Linked DNA regions of Sus scrofa: region 2 is linked to region 1. A link is a contact called in public Hi-C data. All regions are on one chromosome and are shown on one strand. Each heading gives the region's core, a stretch centred on a gene start, on an enhancer-like site or on the middle of the called end of the contact. The rest is flanking DNA. Distances are from core to core; before and after follow the strand shown. Region 1 holds the start of PPFIBP1 (liprin-beta-1). Region 2 holds the start of STK38L (serine/threonine-protein kinase 38-like).

The links. Hi-C and Micro-C count contacts between places; a contact is called where the count stands out from the background.
Region 2: a contact with region 1 is called in a Hi-C map of embryonic fibroblasts, with 1.9 times the contacts expected there. The contact joins the promoter of STK38L here to the promoter of PPFIBP1 in region 1. A contact is called at or near these places in 2 of 47 Hi-C or Micro-C datasets (embryonic fibroblasts and heart right ventricle).

The regions. Positions count from the first base shown.
Region 1 is chr5:46,221,564-46,224,375 of Sscrofa11.1, forward strand. PPFIBP1 (liprin-beta-1) reads right to left here and starts at 1,331. Exons shown (of 28, transcript XM_021092144.1): 1 at 1,110-1,331.
Region 2 is chr5:46,573,276-46,576,104 of Sscrofa11.1, forward strand. STK38L (serine/threonine-protein kinase 38-like) reads right to left here and starts at 1,441. Exons shown (of 15, transcript XM_021092164.1): 1 at 1,333-1,441.

The DNA.
Region 1 (2,812 bases), core at 81-2,580:
CAGAAAACAACTGTAGGACCTGGGCACACAAAATCTCCAAGCAAGAAATAGAAAGGGTTTGAAACCACAAATAAGCAAAAATCAGAATTCTACACTTCCACTTGTCAAAATACCCTTTAGCTCTCGACAGGCCATTGCTTTCCCTAAATACCAAACTTAGACACTCAATCAGGTTCTTCATCTATTGCTCTCTGCACTTCTTATTGAAAGGAAGGATTTGTTTTGGTCCCACATGTTGGAAAATTCATGTTCCTATAATTAAGAGTTTGTATGCCACGCCTTCTGCCACATTTCCCTGTAAAAACTCCCTTCTCTAAAAAGGATCCATGAAAACAACTACCAGCCCTCATCTTTCTCTCAAGCAATCCACAGAAGACAGATCCAAAGGTTCTCGGCAGCCTTCCTAACCCCTCCAGATCACAAAGTTGGCAAGCCATGGGATTCTCCGCTAAAATGTAAGAATGAAAACGAGTTGGCGTTGAAGTGTGCCCCCAAGAGACCGGTTTTCCCACAGGCTCAATGAATTTCCCACACCCCAAATGAATTCCTCAAATCTTGACTATGGAAAAGGATTTTTTATGTTATTATGTAAGAATATATAAACATAACAATGACAGTCTTTCATTTAAAGCAACGCATAATAGGCCACAGGAGAACCAAAAAAATACAAAACTTTTCTCCTCTCTCAAAGAGCATAATGTTTGAGTCCATATTTCATAAACTTTTAGTGACATTTTAAAAGAACACCCCTACACACACACACACACACACACACACACACACACACACACACACACACACACACCACTCCTCTGATCGGGGTTCTCAAGTATTATTAGAAGACTAGGGTGTGGGGGGTTTAAGGACACAGTCAAGATTTTACATGTCGAATTCCGGAGGTATTTTTCCCATACAAACTAGTTGAGAGCCCCAGTTGTTAAGCCCTACCGCACCCCGCAAAAAGTGTGGGTTCCCACTGGGAGAGAGGAGTGAGCTGGGAGAGAGGAGTGAGCTGGAAAAGGAAATCGAGTGGGGAAAAGGAGGAGCAGCTACAACCACACAACGGTGCCACTGCTTGCCGGTCCCCAAGAGAGGACAAACGCCCTTACCTGGGGGAGGAGAGCCGCCCGCACGAGTTGCAAAAGTTCTGGTTCACCTTCGCTCGGAGTTCAAAGCGCCGGCCCTCTGCCCCCACGGCAGTCTGGCCACTCCGAGTCCTCTCCCGGCCGGCTCCCGCCTTCCCCACCCTCTCGGCCCTACACCATGTCAGGAATCCGGGCAGGCACCGAGCTGGGAGCTGACATCACTCCCAGTTCCAGGTACCTCCCCTCCCTCGCGCCCGCCCGCCCGCCTCCCTCCCCGCAGAAATTAGCCAAAGAGAGGACGCCGGGGGGGCGTTGGCGCGCCCCCGCTCGCGCTGATTGGGCCCGCGGGCTGTCAGTCAGAGGAGCCCACTAATTTTACACATTCCTCGCTGAGCCCGGCAAGGGCTGGAAGTGGGTGTTGATGGAAAAAAAATGCTGCCTTTCCTGCTATCTCTAAGGGAGGGAGAATAATGGTACGAGGAAGATCCTTGCGGGTGGCGTTTTAAACTTTTCTTGGCGCATTTACCCTCTCCCAGGTCGGAAACGAAACTAACCCACCCAAGCCCCCTTTTGAAGGAAAAACAGTCGCCTCTGTGTCACGGGCAAGTCCGAGTCCGGCGGCGCGTGGAGCAGAAAATGGCTAGCTTGAAGTCAGGCAAATAAAGGAAAACGCCAGCTCCCTCTGCTAACCCTTTTATCTTGGGACGGCTGGGCGTTCCCTTAGACGGGAAATTTAGAACTTCAAAAGCACTTCGGGAAGATGTGAAGGAGAATCCTAGAAACCGCGACCCAGCTCTGGGTTGTTAACCGGGGGTGTTATCCACCATGCGGCGGCTTTTGCTTTTAGCGATGGAAACCCAGCACACGAGCTTCCAGGCAAATAAAATTGAACCTCTGAAGAACAATTACTATTTACCTTTTTAAAGATCTTAAGGCTGCTGTTTCCATGCACAATTGAAGGGGGATGGGGGTGGGGGAACCTCACAATTGAGTTCAGCAAGCCACAGGAGAATAATTACTGTTGAATGGAACCAATTGCAGTGGCTGAGGAATCAATTAAGAATTAACTAACGTTTACGCTGACAGCTATCAGGCAGTATAATACTCCCGGCCAACAAAACAGAAAGATTCCCAGGAAATGGGTCTTTCAGTTTGCCTAATAACTGCTTGCAAGGCAGGACTAAATGGTGAAAAGTGGCCCTCTTTACATGATATATAGATATATTATCCATCATCTTCTGGAATTACAATGAATGAATTATTGGTTTCCTGTTGGATTTTATTGTTTGTTTTTTTGATGGATGACACGTCATACATTTCACCATCCTGCCAAAAATTGTAGAAGGGAGGCAGAGAGTCCACCATTGTGTCTCACTTCAATCTTCACATCCATCCTGTAAAGTGAGTGTCATTAGCCTCATTTTAACCTAAAGGAATCCAAGGCTCAGCAAGCTTAGGTAAGTAAATTGCTCCAGAACACCCAGGACTGGGGTTGAAACCCAGGTTCATTTGACTCTGAAGCTATTTATTCTCTTTAAAGTAGTGATTGCCCACAGTCTACACTCACTCCAACACTATCATGCTAAAAAAAAAAAAAAAAAAAAAAAAAATCTGAAGACCCAGATAATGCTCACAGACCTGCTCTTTTACCATGATGCTGTTTGTCAAACCTACACAAATTCCAAGCTCCTGACTTGTATTTCTGAATCCATTTCCCTCCAACTCTA
Region 2 (2,829 bases), core at 191-2,690, 350 kb after region 1:
ACAATACCTCCCAGCTACTGGGTAGAGACTATAATAAACTTAATTGTTTTATATATCCTGAGGCAATACAAAGAAAGGCCAAACACAAAGAGGTTGCCAGTATCTATATGCATTTACGATTGAGACAAAGAACTTTGAAAAACCTTCCCTCCGTAAGGAAACTGAGCTTAAACAACAATAGACCCTGCCTCAAAGTAGGGAGACCTAACAAGCTTAAGCCCCCACCCCACTCACAGCCCCCAAAAGACAAGGTCTCTCTCCCATCTTACAGCTAGGAGACATAAAGTAAAACGCTTAAAAGTTGTTTCCTCAGATTTTAGTAGTTAGTAATAAAGCTATTACTCCGGCCACCTTTCCCGAGCAACTGGCTTCTATCAAAACTTATCACAAGTTTCATGAAATAGACAAGAGCTTTGGTTCTGCATTTTATCAAGTGAGGAACGGCAGCATCACCCTTTGGACATCCACTACTTCTAGCACCACCAGCTCTCCCGCCCCCCTCCTATTTCTTTTTATACTTTTCTTCCAAACTAAGGACCAGAAAAGCGGCCCCACAAAAGTAGCAACAGTAAACGGGAGGCCACCGCTTTTGAAAATAAACTTTTGTTCTTTTGCTATCAACCTGGCAACTTTTTAAAGGTGAAATGTCTCCTACTCAATCGGGTAGAGTCTTTCCTCTTCTCATACCAAACAAGCACTCGTTTGTCCCCGATAGCAAAGGTGAAAAAAAGGGTTGGGAGAAAACGATATTGAAAAGAAGGGTCTAGGGTTCCAGTGGCAGATTCCGAGACCGGTTTTGAACACTGTGGCTTCTGGGAGCTGGGCGGCTTTACAGTGTCTGAGAAATGTTTAGCAATCTGACGCATCAGTTTTTAGGAATGGTACACAAACAGCCCCCACAATCTAAGAGCTATGCCCAGAATCCTTCCCCTCAGTGGCACCAGCTGGAAGGCACGGGACGGGAAAGCTGGGGATACAGGAGAGGATCCGCGACATTTGTTATTGTTTACGAAGCCCAGGCAGGGACGGGGAGCAGGGTGCTCGGGGGCAGAGGCGTGGAAGGGGAAAGGAGCAGGGAAGGACAAAGATTCCTCCCTGGGATCAAGGCCACCTCTCCGGACACCTGGGGCCAGTAGCACTCCAGGGAACAAGAGGGCCAAGGCCGTCGCTGGAGCTTCACCGGAGGCATTTCCAGCCGCGAAATGAGCCCGTCTTTCCCTGGACACCCAAAGACACATAAAATCTCCTGCTCCGCTCACAGAGTTGGGGCTGGCACAGCGAGACGAGCCCCCCAGCGCCTGCCGCCTCAAAGCGCCGCATCCCCACACTCACCTGCCTCCGGTCGCGCCCGCGGCCGGCTCAGCCTCCGCACGGACCGCAACCGGCCCGGCGCCGTCCGCTCCCTGCTGCCCGCTCCGCCCTCGCCCCGCCCCCAGGAGGTGGGACCCGCCGCCGCTGCCGCGCCGGAATCTCGGGGTGGCCTCCTTGAACTCTCGCGAGCCCTCCCTGCTCGGCTTCTTGGTGGCTGGGCCGGTCCGAATCGGTCCTGACGTCATACGCACCACAGCCGGAAGTAGTCTTCTGTCGTCAACACCGCCCCCCGCCCCACCCCATCCACCTGCGCCTGGCGGTGGAGTTGTTTGAATGGTCACCGATTCCTCTCATCAGCCTCATCTCACTTCCCTCTACTCTGCCCAGAGCTAGTTCAGGCCACTCTTGGGAGTGGCCCTGTGTGTTGCTACATTAGTCACGTATTCTAAATGTCAACAGTTTTTCTTGATGCTTCACTATGCAATGCGAATGATAGAGATGGAAAGTGGCTTAGAGATAATTTTAGTGATTTGGGGGAACATTTTGCAGAGTAGGACAATGTGGTCAACAAAACTGGACTGACTGATCAAGCTGCCTAGTTAGTAGCTGTGAGATCTAGAAGCCACTCAGGTTTCTTGACCCTTTTCCATTTCACCATGACTCTAACAACTTGAGAGAGATTCGCATTTGGAAAAGCTGCCAAAAAACTCTGTGACATACATGAAAAACTTGCTCGAGTTATCTTGCTTGGGGAAAATCTTAAAATAACTGACAATACTGGGTTGCTTATTTAGGATAAGAAAACTATGAGAAAAATCACCATCCTGTAGTGTGCCTCAGAAAAGATGTTTGGGAGGATGATGCATTTGAGCTTAGGGAGAAAACTTACTGGACAAGCCAATGAAGAGACTCATTCCTAATTATCATTGAAAAATTTATCTTCTATCTGAATATTAGAGATTTTATAAAATACCATTAACTTTTAGACTGTTAAGACAATATGCAAAGCTGGCATTGTGCTTGCAGAAAATATAATTCAGAGATGCCAACCATTATCTTTAGTTTTGATGAGGGTAGGCAACGCACGTGAAAGACTTAGAGAAGAATCATAATATCATTTCTTTTTTTTACACTCTGCTTTCTCATATATACCTTGATAGTGGAAAAAGCACTATGTTGTCTGGTAATTAGTGTGTTCTTGAAGAAATCAGTTCTTCCTACATCATATGGTCATTTTAAGACACAAATGACAGTTGACATACGTGAAAATAAGAGGTTTAATTATAATCAAACATGCTTGACAGATGCCTGCACCCCATTCTCCCTCTAGTGCATACATACTAATTCAAGTGTGGTAGGATTGGAAACAGTTTATGGAGTATCCTATAGCAAGTTTATATTTTCAAATATGCCATAATATTTTCATAGCACTAGAGGAATGTGTAGGGTATTAGACTAGGGTAATGTGGGGCAGGGTACATCTTCAACTTCCAATTTCTAAATTGAGGCCATTCCAAA